Linked DNA regions of Mustela erminea: region 2 is linked to region 1. Evidence: chromatin contacts called from public Hi-C data. All regions are on one chromosome and are shown on one strand. The core of a region is the stretch at or near the end of the contact, and the rest is flanking DNA. Distances in the headings are between cores, read along the strand shown.

The links. Hi-C and Micro-C count contacts between places; a contact is called where the count stands out from the background.
Region 2: a Hi-C map of spleen shows a contact between it and region 1, with 4 times the contacts expected there. The contact joins the promoter of FKBP3 here to the promoter of TOGARAM1 in region 1. A contact is called at or near these places in 2 of 3 Hi-C or Micro-C datasets (skeletal muscle and spleen).

Annotation. Positions count from the first base shown.
Region 1 is chr5:94,525,144-94,531,893 of mMusErm1.Pri, reverse strand. It overlaps TOGARAM1 (TOG array regulator of axonemal microtubules protein 1), which reads right to left and starts at 1,349. Exons shown (of 20, transcript XM_032344110.1): 1 at 1-1,349. The coding sequence starts at 1,004. KLHL28 (kelch-like protein 28) reads left to right here and starts at 1,446. Exons shown (of 5, transcript XM_032344120.1): 1 at 1,446-1,575.
Region 2 is chr5:94,668,970-94,675,583 of mMusErm1.Pri, reverse strand. It overlaps FKBP3 (peptidyl-prolyl cis-trans isomerase FKBP3), which reads left to right and starts at 2,964. Exons shown (of 7, transcript XM_032344137.1): 1 at 2,964-3,128; 2 at 5,861-5,962. The coding sequence starts at 3,021. FANCM (Fanconi anemia group M protein) reads right to left here and starts at 1,824. Exons shown (of 23, transcript XM_032344126.1): 1 at 979-1,824; 2 at 16-188. The coding sequence starts at 1,495.

The sequences.
Region 1 (6,750 bases), core at 100-2,599:
GGGAGAGGATCTTCAGCAAATCCAGAGGCTTCAAGTTCCAAATAATAAGGAACCTGACTTCCAAATTGGGCCTCCAGACGGCGATTGTAGTGTCTCCTCAGGGCAGATGGCAGGCGAGAGATATAGGACTGAAATCTCTCTTGGCCAAGTCGTTCCCCAATCTGCTGAAGTGCAGAGAAAGCAGTCTCAGATTCTTCTTCTATCTCCTGATCGCCAAGCTTTCTGGCGAGGGATATTATTACCTCAGTGAGATCTAGGTTGAACAACAAATCCTCAGGAGTAAGCAAGATCGGGAACAGCAGTGCTGTGGCAGCTCGAAGCCGGGCATCCGTGCTTTCCAGTCCTTGCTGTATAAGCGTTCTCAGCACCTGTCCAGAACTACGTTTCAGACATATATGTAGGATCTGTAGTGCATCTTTCCGTAGGGCTGGATTCTCTTCTCGTAAGGAGACAACGAGCTGAGGCAGAAGTGCTAAGCTAAAGGCCTCTTCCAGCTGGCCTGCCTCCCCTTGACCCCGGATAACGTCCGAGAGGAGTTGCAAGCAGAGTCGCTTCTCATCACTACCCCCTTCCACAAGCACTCGGCCCAGGGCCCGATACAATGCTTCCTTCCGTCGGGGGAAGCCGAGTCGACCGCCTCGCCGTGGCAAAGCAGCCTGCAAAGCCTGGAAGGCCTCGGAAGGATCTGGCGCGGTCCGGAGGAGTTGAAGAAGCCGAGTCTCGTCTTCATCTCCCCCCGACAAACCACCTCCAGACCCAGACCAACTACTTGTGATTGCCTCCGCGGGCATCAAGAGGGTCGAGGCCAGAGGCGAAGGTGTCGGCGGGCAGGAACCGTGGTCTCCGGCGGCTCCACGGCAATAGTTTTTCTCGCCTCTCATGGTGCCTCCACCTCGATTATCATCAGTCTGTGGGGCGGAAGGACGACTGCAGCTCTGGAGGCGATAGGCACAGAGGGCTGGAAGTTGCGGCAGCAGGAGCAACGCAGAGGGCAAAGCCGCCATGGAGGGTCGTCAGGTGGCAGAGGCGGGAGGAAACCATCGTCTCTGAAGGGCTCGATGGAGCCCAGCCTTCCAGTTCCTCTCCAAGCCCCAAGCTGCAGGGGAAGAAAAGGAACAGCTTCAGTTAGCTGCCAAGTCTCCCTTAAGAGGCTGGCTTCGGCAAAATGGCCCCTGCCGGAGCCCTAGACCCCACAGCAGCCAGCGGGCGTAACCAGGGGCACCACGTGACCAAACCGATGGCTTCCATGGTGATCTACCCAGCGCAGACCCCTTGACCCGGAAATTGACGTGTCGTGATGAATGCTGGGTTATGTAGTCCACGTCAGGTGTTACGAATAAGCAGCAGGCTCCTGGAAAAGGAAGTGAGAACGTTACGAAAGTAGAGAACGTCTCTAGAGCCGAGAAGGCGAAAAAGGGTGTAGGCACTAGGCGGAAGTGACGTTTCCGCTCGGAGCGGAACATCCCCGCCCCACCCGAAAAGATTGGGGTTTGAAGACAAGTGAGGATCCTGCCCCGATTCCAGTGGTCCTCGACTCCTCCTCCTGTCGTTGCTGGCGTGATTCCTGGGACTCAGGTATTTTCCTTTTGCTGTCCTCCTGCGGCGCAGGCTTTGGCAGAGTTTTGCAGGAGTGACGCTGGTGCTGCCGTAGAGGTAAAGAAATGCACGGGAGCTAGCAGGGAGAGAGGCGACATCTTCTTGTGCAGGGTTTGTTACCGTTGTAAATACGTTGCTTTTTGCACCCGGAGTAAGTGCGATCCTTCCCTCCTGACGTCCGCGTACACTGACTGGAGATTCGGACCAAGGCCAAGCTCAGAGCTCGGGTACTTTTTTTTTTTTTTTTCCCTTTTTCCCCCAAATTCTGGTCTTTGGGGCCCTTATACTCCGCCCTCCCCCCTTCCTTTTCCTACTTCGCTTACCCTCTGGTGGTGGAAGTTTAATGATTTTCTTTCATCTTTCCTTACTTTCATCATTTAAAATTCTCTTTTAAAAACGTAATCAATTTTTCCTGTATCTTACCACGTCTTTTTGAGACGTTCTCAAAGTCTCCTAATGCAGTTCCCACTCTGAGACTTACTCCTTCCTTCCTCCCGTTCTCTTTGCCACCCCAGCATCTCTGCAGAATCCTTGCGCGTCTCTGCAGCCTTTCAGTCTCCTGGAAACAGATTGCAAAGACAGTTTCACTTGCGGTTGAAGTCCTTGGCATCAGGGACCTAAGAGAATTCTGCCGTGTACATTTAGGGCTAATAATAGACGTTTCTTTGTTTTAGGCGAAGTGTGAATTATTGGCTAGCGTTCTCTCCTTGTTAATGAAACTTAAGCGGACACAATTGAAGAGCTCGAGTGTCTGGCGTGAGGCTGAATTCTTTGAAGTGTGGAAGAGCTATTTTTTGAAGGAATAACACAATTAGTTACTTTATAATGACCCATTGAGAAAAGGCTGAGTTATTTTTTGAAGTCTCTCATGCAGTTTAAATGCAAGTGAAGTCAGGATAATTGAGTTACACATGACCTTTTATATTTAGCCATAATATATACTTTGTAAATAATGTTGCTGGATAATGCAAGTTTATTTTTTTTTTTAAGATTTTATTTATTTATTTGACCGAGACACAGCGAGAGAGGGAATACAAGCAGGGGGAGTGGGTGAGAGAGAAGCAGGCTTCCTGCCGAGCAGAGAGCCCGATGTGGGGCTCTATCCTGGGACCCTGGGATCATGACCTGAGTCGAAGGCAGACGCTTCACGACTGAGCCACCCAGTCGCCTGCATAATTCAAGTTTAAACATAATTTCTGTTCGTTGTCTGAAAGCACATTTCGAGTATCATAAATTTCTTTTTTGTCTTTTGGAAATAGAGTAAATGTAAATGAGGCTTGTGTAAACATCGTTATGTTTTGATTTCAGTTCTAGGTTGTTATTTTGATTTTAATTAGTCATTTGGTGTTTAAATGAATCTGCCTAATTTGGTTTAACTTTATTTCAGTAGACCACATCCCCCCTTTTTTAAATTAAAAAAAAGAAAAATGTAGGGATAGTGCAAGGGCTGAGGAGTGAAAACCAAGAGAGGATTGTAGCAGTCCTCAGTTAGAAGGAATGTCTGGTTCTCATATTTCCAGTGTAAGAAACGCATATTTATACATTTACTCATATATGCTTAGGCTTCAGTAACCTCACTCAAACTAAACTAAATATGAGAATGATGTACACATTAGAATGTACCTATTAGAATGCCAGTTTATGTTAGAATAGAAGATAACCCTTTCCAGTGATCAGAATTTTCAGGTTGAAAAATCCAGTGCCGTATTGACGAACATGGGAAATGGAGGTGGTGTGGTAATCATGAAATCAAAGAAAAGGAACTTCGGGAGTCTTGAATGATATATCATCAAAGTTATGGTAGAAACTTAAGAATTACTCCTTCTCTCCATAAAGAATACTTTTCAAGGATTGTGGATACTTAAGCCAACCAGTTATTGTGGCCTTTCTCTTAGAACAAAGCAAAATGAGTCTTTATTTTCACCCCTTTTCTCAGGGCTCCGTAGATCACTATGTTATAGATTGCAATTTATTTTATATCTATTACATTTAATGTCTTTGATGAAGACTTGTTAGATTCATTAGCCCCCATGGTGGATATTTAGGAAATGGGACCTTATCAACATCGTGTATCCTACTAATTTTCTTTTAAGATTATTTTGTGGAAGGCAGATCTCATTCATTTAATGTATATTCTACAAAGCAAATTTAAAAAATCTTATTCTTGAATTCCAATGATCCAAATTATAGGAATTGTATATTGACCTTTTATATTTAGCCATAAGTAGAGATAAAATAAAAATTTTTAGATCAAATTCCAGAATAGTGGAATATACTATGTGTTTAATAGTATGCCTTTGAAAGTTGAAAGGCCGTAATTAAGAATACATTGAAAAGGGGAGCTTGTGTGGCTCAGTGGGTTAAAGCCTCTGCCTTCAGCTCAGGTCATGATCCCAGGGTCCTGGGATCAAGCTCTGCATTGGGCTCTCTGCTCAGCATGGAGCCTGCTTCGCCCTCTCTCTCTGCCTGCCTTTCTGCCTACTTACGATCTCTGTCAAATAAATAAATAAAATCTTTAAAAACAAAATACATTGAAAATGGGTAAAACAAGTTTAAAACATCAATACTTTTTTAAAAGTTTAGTTAAATTAATGGATTATAGGAATATTTGTTATACATTAATTTTTTGAGCTGGACTTATAAACACGATTGCCCTAACAATGTCTTTTATTTCTACAGTCAGAGATAAGATATTAATTGGCTGGATGAACCATCATAGTTTTTTCTGTGTTCTTAGTCAAATTTTGCAGACATCCAGGACTATTGGAAATCAGTGTGAATTCTGTAAACTATTACGTCTTTTGTATAGTTTAAGGAGTTACTATGAAGAAATGCTATGCAAAGGAAAGATGCTATTAACAGGTTATGATAAGATTACCATTTATTGATTATGTACTGTGTGTCATTCAGGGTGGTAAGTACCTAATGAATTTTGACTTATTGAATTTTACAACAATTTTTGAAATTACATAGGTTTGTGCTGTGGCACATGTTATGGATGTTTCCATGGAAAGTAATTGGTCAGAGAGAGAGCTTTAGAATAGTTTTGGTGGGGAAGAGCTTTGAAACTATAGGCTAAAATTTTATTTTTCCATTATTAATCATTCATATATTTTATGATATATTGTTTACATATATTTAATCTTCCTTTTGGGTTTCTGTTCTGAAGTTTTTTAGTTTCTTACTTGAGCCAAAACTTCAATAAGGTTAAGAAATGATGAGTCTATGTTTTTTTTTAAAGATTTTATTTATTTATTTGACAGAGAGAAGTCACAAGTAGATGGAGAGGTAGGCAGAGAGAAAGAGGGAAGCAGGCTCCCTGCTGAGCAGAGAGCCCGATGCGGGCCTCGATCCCAGGACCCTGAGATCATGACCAGAGCCGAAGGCAGCGGCTTAACCCACTGAGCCACCCAGGTGCCCCAGTCTATTTTTATATATGTGAAATTAAACAGGTTTTCTTGATGTATATCACAGATCCATTTTCTTTTCTTTTTTTTTTTTTTTTTTAGGTGTATGTTTCAAAGCCATTGTGCATTTCTGAGTCAAAATTACAACTTTAAACAAAAATCCAATTTTTGTTGTATTTCTGATATTAATCTGTGTAAATTAACAGTATTTCACTTTCATTGCAACCCAGTTTTTCAGTGGACAGATTAATTATGTAACTTATGGCTTTTGCTGGATATAAAAAAGGCTTTGAGGACTTTCTTTTGTATTATTTCTGACTTCATGATATAATGATTCATATTATAGTGTGCTTCTAATTTTACTTTTTTTCTCCAGATATAATTAAAGTCAATCTCAGGGAACAGGAAAATTGCCAGCTTGTTCTTAGGCCCACTGATAAAGTAGTATGCCATCATTAATTGAATTCTGGTGTGAGGAGAGTTGAACTGTGGGAAAGAAATTTAAGAAAAGAACTGATCAGGGGCGCCTGGGTGGCTCAGTGGGTTAAAGCCTCTGCCTTCCCCTCGGGTCCTGATCCCAGAGCTCTGGGATCGGCCCGCATCGGGATCTCTGCTCAGCAGGGAGCCTGCTTCCCTTCCTCTATCTCTGCCTGCCTCTCTGCCTACCTATGATCTCTGTCTGTCAGATAAATAAGTAAAATCTTAAAAAAAAAAACTGATCTGAAAAAATACTCTAATTTTATATAAATCATACTTTTGCAGCGAAGTATATGTGTGTTTGGCTTTTTTTTTTTTTAACAATTCTTTTTCATCACCATTTATTTTCTCTCATTGTAGCAGATAATTGCCTCCCAACTGATTTCAGCACCACTGTTTACTTAGGTGTCAATTAAGTAGTTAATAAACTCACAGCTGACCTTCATTAGCGTTGTTTCAGCACCCAAAATTATGAAACTGATGTAGACTATGGAAAGTTTGATTTATGTAATATTCTATTTATGTTGTGTGTATTTATATAACGAGAATGCTACCATTATATAAATAATAGAAGGGAATGATTATTCCATAGATGCCTCTGTATTTCGTTTTAAAACCCTGATGGACTTTTGTATCTGATCTACATAGTATGTGTATATATTTTATATATATGTGTTTGTGTTTGTGTGTGATCTATCTATTTTTAAGTTTCTGTCCTGGACTTTTTTAGATTCTTATTTGAGCTAAAACTTTATTTTATTTATTTATTTATTTATGTAATATTTATTTACTTATTTGACAGAGACACAGAGAGAGAGAACACAAGCAGGGAGAGTGGAAGAGGGAAAAGCAGGCTTTGCACTGAGCAGGGATCCTGATGAGGGACTCGATCCCAGGACCCAGGGATCATGACCTGAACTGAAGGCAGTTGCTTAACCAACTGAGCCACCCAGGAGCCGCCTTGAGTTAAAACTTTAATAAGATTAAGAAATTATGAGTTTATAAGTGAGGCTTTATAAAATAGTCATGAAGAACTTTGGAGAGAGAGTGCCAAGGTTTAAATCTTGCCTGGGCCTGATTTCTCTGTGCCTCGGGTTACTTTATAAGGTAAGAATAACAACAGCAGTGTATATCTCATGGTGTTATTCTGAGGGTGAAAGGAGTTAATACATGTAAAAAGCTGAGAACAGTAATTGGCCCATTAAAAAAAATTTTTTTTTAAAGAATTTTTTATTTATTTAACAGAGAGATACACAGAAAGAGAAGGAAC
Region 2 (6,614 bases), core at 1,715-4,214, 140 kb before region 1:
TAAACGAAATATTACCTGGCAATATGCATAGTTTCCAAGAGCTTTATGAGCTTCATCGATAACTAGACACTTTATTTCAGCAGCAGGACAAGCTCCTCTAGAAAGATCATTTACCATGACTTGAGGTGTAAGAAAAAGGACTCTCTTACTGTGCCATATTTCCTTCCTGGTGAAAGCCTGAGTAGATCCTGTAAACAAAAGTGACATCCTACATTCTAAATACCAGGACTGTTACCTTTAAAATATCTATAATCTAACCTAATTTCAGAATGCAGTCCTGTTTTGGTAATCTGCCTTCAGACAAGAACAATTTAACAAATCATTGAAATGTTAAATTTTAAAGCTCTGTTGTGATCCCAGTGTTAATGCTGAGACACAACTAGACTGTCTTTAGAGAATTCCTACAACATGGCATAATAATTGAAGAAAAGTAAGTTCTTCAACTGGGAAATCTTTCTGGGGAAGAAAGCCAGAAAACCTCCTGTTCACTTCTGATGGGGTGTACATACAAATCGCTTCAAAGTACTCCGACAAATTACGGAGAGTCTCTGAAAATTGAGGAGAGCAACCCTTTTGGTGAGGGCCAAACTTGTTACAAATAGATAATGCTTTAAGAGAGAGAATGGAGGGGCACCTAGGTGGCTCAGTGGGTTAAGCCTCTGCCTTCGGTTCAGGTCATGATCTCAGGGTCCTGGGATCGAGTTCCACATCCGGCTCTCTGCTCAGCGGGGAGCCTGCTTCCTCCACCCCCTACCCCCCGCGCCTGCCTCTCTGCCTGCTTGTAATCTCTGTCAAATAAATAAATAAAAGCTTTTAAGAGAGAAAGAGAGAGAATGAATGGAAAATACGGATACTGTGATCTGGGGAGTATTCCTCCTGGGTTAGGAATTCTTTTAGCTCAATTTCCACCAGAATGCGTGCTTTCCCGAGTTACCCACCCCCCCCCCCAGTTTCAAATTAACCCATTTTCTAACATACCTGTCATTTCGGCCATGTGGGACTGCGGAATACCCATCACTCGGTAGCAAGCCTCGATCTGCTGTGTGACCAAGGGTTTCGTGGGGGCCATGAAGACCACCTTGCCGGAAGGGAACCACCGGTAGAAATTGTACATGACCACGGCGGCAATAAAGGTCTTTCCCAAGCCGGTAGGCAGACACACCAGCGTGTTGCAGAACAGAGAGGTCCGAGCAATGTGCAGCTGGTAGTCCCGCACTGGGCAATTAGTAGGGTAAATCCACAGGGAGCCCGCTGAGGTGCAGAAACCGCCATTCTCTAAACTCAGCTGCCGCTCCGCCTCATACACTGCAACCAGCAATACATCATCGTCTGACTCCCGCTGAGCCTCGGTAGCCTCTGCAGCGGGAGGAAAATGTGCCCTAGAGATGCCAGGGCTCTGAGGCCGCTCAGGTCCAGAGCTGCAACCCGGAGCTCCGGCGGGCCGAGAAATGCTTGAGCCCCACGTCTGAAAAAGTGTTCTTTGCCGTCCGCTCATTAGGATGACGACCACCCAAGGCTTCGCTCAGACGCTAGCAGTTCCAACAGCTCAACCGCCACCCTTCCGATCCCCATCGGCTACCTTCGCACAAAACAGAGGAACGTGAGGGCGGGACTGCAGCCTGTTCATCTAGTTGAAAATGCCGCCACTGAGTATGCGTCGGAAATCTGATTGGCTAGCTTCCCGGAAAACCTCGCGGCCTCCCGGAGACGGATGCGCACGGTTCCGGCGTTAGTCTGAATTTGGTCCGCGGTTCAGTCTCTTCACAGACTCTAAATATAAGTTCCGTTCCCAACGACTGTGTCCCGGCCTCATTGCTAAAGTGATATTGCTTAAAATGATAAAACAAAAACAAACAAAAAACAAAACGAAACAAAACAAAAAAGTCTTTGAGATCCTAGGGACAACGGATACCCATTTCTTTAACGTTATCGAGCGAGTATTTCTTATTCCTTGTTGGCTGTATTTTTAAAGATGTGAAAAGCAAAAGGGTTAGGTTGAATTAAATATCTTATTTCTTTTTCCAAGCCGAAAAAACAAAAATGCACGGTCTCTTTTTCACAAAGGCAGCCCATTATTTTACTATTTTTATTGTTAAGAGGGAAGTGAATGGTTTGGTCCCGCATTCGTGGGGAAATTCGAAAGCAAAAAAAGGAAGGCTTTCCCGGCTCCACCGTTACATCTCCATAAATGATATAGAGCGGTACGCGTCGGGGTGGTATTCGTCTAGTCTAGCGAAAGCTTTCTACCTCAGGCTTGGATACAATTCCCGATTTCTCCACCCTAAACCTTGGCAGCTTGGGGAATAGCCTCTGTACATTTGCTTCCTCGTGGACACACGAAGTCCACGGACCGTCAGGTTGTTTTGAGCATTAGTAATATCACTGTCGTCATCCGCAAGCGGCATCCTGCGAGGAGCTTCCTCACGTCGCTTTATTTGGTCAAATGTCTTGAACTTGCTTTGAAAAAAATTTTCTCGTGTGTTTTTACTTCTTCGGCGGGGTAGGGAACAATTGTATTTTAATTTCACTTGGGTGAGTTTCAAAAGGGAGATGTGGGCTTTGGGTCGTTCTGACGGGCAAGGACTGAACCTATTCAGGTGTGAACTTTTAGGCTAGAACTAGATAAAACGTGATTAGAAGTCTGAATGTTTTCTTAGGCAGGTTATATACAGGCTCTTAAAGGCATAGCAGCCCGTCGGGAATACACAAGTGTAGGTAATGGCTGGTAAATACCACTACCAACACCCGTTGCTCGACGGGGTTCCAATTAAGTGCAGACGACAGCTTCAGGTAACCCGCACAGTCCGTCGTAATGACCGCATCATCTGGATCACACCCGCACTCAACCGAGGCCTTCTACGTACAGCCTTGACGTCACTCAAGGACGCGCACCAATCCCGCCACGTCGCACCGTGACCCCGCCCCCTCGAGCTCCACGCGAGGGTCACGCCACGCCCCGGGGGCGGGGCGATGCTGAACCTAGGCGGGCTGGCTCAGTAAAGCAGAGGCAGCGGGGGAAGATGGCGGCGGCCGTGCCACAGCGGGCCTGGACCGTGGAGCAGCTGCGCAGCGAGCAGCTACCCAAGAAGGACATTATCAAGTTTCTACAGGACCACGGTTCAGATTCGGTACCAGATGCGGCGGGGCGGCCGGGCTGGTGCGGCTGAGGGACGCCTCACCCCCCCGGAGATGCCCGTACATTCCGTATTCCTCCGTGCCCCCGCCCTCGTCCTCCCGCGGCCGGTGGCCTGGAAGGCCGGAGAGGCCTCGCGTGCGCGGGGTAGCCAAGCTCCCGCCCTTCCGGGCTGCCCCATTTGGGAGGGGATATCGGTTTTATTTCTTGGGGCAGGCAGGAAGAAATCGCATAATTAAAACCTCATTGGGGTCCTTGAGTGAGGGTGGAAGCCATGAACAAGAGCTCAGGAGATACTGGGGGTGGGGACGGGTGCCCGAGCTCTAGGGACCTGGGTGAGACCCCTGCGGTGGAGAGTAGGCCATTAGAGAAATGGTAAGGATTGTGAAGACTTCTGAGAACGGTATGTTCGTTTTGGTTTTTCTCATCAGTTACTAAATACTGAACGCTACTGCGTGTAATTTTTTAAAAATCCTTAGATTGCGGTTTAACTTTTTTAAAATATCGACTCTTTACATGACCTTTTCACCTTTATACTGAGGGTAGGTAGATGCTCATTTTGTGTGCAGTATCTCCCATTGTTAGAAACTAAGATGTATTTGGCATTCTTTATCCTTGTACGCCCTGCATTTTTCAGTCTAGTCTCCATCTTAACCACCCAACTCTGGTCACAAGTGTTTCGGGGGGTTTCTTTGGTTTGGTGGTTTTTGGGTTTTTTTGGTCAGACTTTTTTCCCTTCGGAAATTAAGATCATTCATACCTCTCTTAAATTGCCGAACCACTGCACAGTTCGTGCACTCTGCATTCCCCGTTTATGGGAAATAGAAACAGCAGTCTGTATGGTTTCTCTACAGTTTTTCATTTAAGTTCTAAACTTGCATTAGAAAATTTCTTTCTGGGTTCTTCTGTAATGATGTTTATTTTCATTTTGAAGTTTTTTTTTTTTTTTTTAAGATTGTGTTTATTTGAGAGAGCGCGCAAGCAGAGTAAGCAGCAGACGGAGAGGGAGAAGGAGGCTCCCCTGCAGAGCAGGGAGTGGGATGTGGGGCTCTCATCCTAGGACCCTGGGATCATGACCCCAGCTGAAGGCAGTCCCTTAACCAACTGATCCATCAAGGTCACCGATTTTGAGGTGTCTTGAAAAGGAAATAAAGTTATTATCTAGCAACCAGTTCCATACACCTAGAATAAGTATCCTGACATCAGCCAAATACTTAACATCTATAGCAAGAGCTATGCTCAGTGTTTGGTGATACAGGGTAAAAGAACGACCATGCCTCAGGTATTCCATTTTATACCATTTTAATGGAGTTATTTTCTCTTAAGCCAATTCATATTTTCAACGGGAACAATAGAATAAACTAGGCATTATCATTAGTTAACATTTAATGCCTCAGTCCTGTACGTCATCAGATTCTTAGAGAACACTGTACAATCAAATGTAAGACAGGCCTATCGGGACAATTTCAAGAGACTTGAGTTATCAAAATATTTTTTGATAGATTAAGTGCATATCTTAAGTGCATATTCTCCAGTATTCATTCACATACTTAAGCCTATATTTGACAGTCACTATTTTATTGATCATAAGATATTAAGAAGATGTTTGCATTTTGGATATTTTTGGGATCTTGCAAAAGAAATGACTTGAGTGCTAAAAGCAACTGATACTTCCATTTAATCAAAATAACCTTTCCCCATCAGTCTTTATCATTTAGAATATTTCTCTAATTGGGGGAGAGAAAAAGCAGAGGAGAAAAGAATACAGCACTGATAGTGTTAGAAAAGTTCTTTTATCAAAGGACAGAATATGCCAGAGGACAACGTTGAGAAAATAACAAAAATGAGGAATCAAGGACCAAAAGGCAGAAAAGGAAGCGGAATAAAATAAGGAAAACAAAGACATTATTAAAATCCCCACATTGCTTGATTTTGAGATGAAGTTAGTATTTTCATGTCCATTTACCAACGTAGTTTAAGTTTGCCAACTTTAGAGAAGTGGAATTCTGTTACTTTGGTTTATTAAGTACATTGTTATTAGTCCTGATAGCTAATATTTTTTGAGTTCTCACCAGGCAACAAACTGTATGTTTAAATGTATTAAATGGACTATTGCATTTATCCTTAGAACAACCCTCTGACATAGATGTTGTTATTAATCTTCCATTATGATACCGAAACGGAGTCTTTAGGAAAGCTTAGTCCTTTGTCTTAAGATCAGATAGCTAGGATTTTAATACAGATGGTCAGACTCCTCAGCCTACACACTTTACCACCATATATCCAGCATTGTGTAACAGTGCTTCCCAGTCAAGAATGAGTTACAGCTTTGTCAAGATAGGTAGGCCCAAGATGGTTGGAGATTCCTAGGACCATAGCCAAGTAACATCCTGCCAGTAGCAGCATCATCCAGTTACCAAAATGTGCTTGCTGTGTAAATGTTCTGCAAGTTTTGTAATGAGAAAAGCATTAGTATGCAACAGTGTAACCACTACATAGTATTACAGTTACAGTCTTGTCAATAATTTTTATTAATACACTGTATTTTTTAATCTTCCTTAAATCTTTTTTGTTAAGAAGGGTATAAAATATATTTATTTCATTTTTTCCATCATAAGTAGTTTTATTGAAGATATAATTACTAACATAAAAGGTCATTTTTCTGAATTTTAGACCCTTATTACATGAGGGAGATTATTTTGACTAACCAGCTTTTTTTCTTTATAGTTTCTTGCAGAACATAAGTTATTAGGAAACATTAAAAATGTGGCCAAGACAGCTAACAAGGACCATTTGGTTACAGCCTACAACCATCTTTTTGAAAGTAAGGTGAGTATTGTTTCATTTCATTACCATAATATTATTTTAGATATTTTATTTGCAAAAAGAAGTTTTAAATTTATTTGCAGAATATGTTTAAGTTTTTCCACCTGGCATTTTTCCTAACTGTAATCACAAATGGACTAGCCGCCAAATCTAGCAATGTTAATCTGCAGGATGGCAGGATATTGTGATATTTTGAAAGGAACGAAATTTTTAAAAAATAATTCCCAGGATGCCTAGATGGCTCAGTCATTTGAGCATCTGACTCTCGATTTTGACTCAGATCACTGTCTCAAGGTCCTGAGATCAAGCCCTGCACTAGGCTCCCTGTTCATCAGATAGTCTGCTTGAGAGTCTTTTCCTCTGCCCTTTCCCATGTTTGCATATCCCCATGCTTGTACTCTCTCAAAATAAATAAATAAATCTTTCAATAATAATAATTCCCTGTAGCTTAAATTAAGACAACAAATAAGGGTACTGAAAAGTCAAAAGTCCAAAGTTCCATTTCATTAATGAATTTAAAATCTTAGTTAGATTTAGGCTAACCCTCTAGAAAAAACAAATTTTAAGAAATTCTCTAATACCTTTTCACTATGAAATGACCATCTTCCACAGCAAGGATTCTTTTTTTTTTTCTTTTTTTTTTTAAGATTTTATT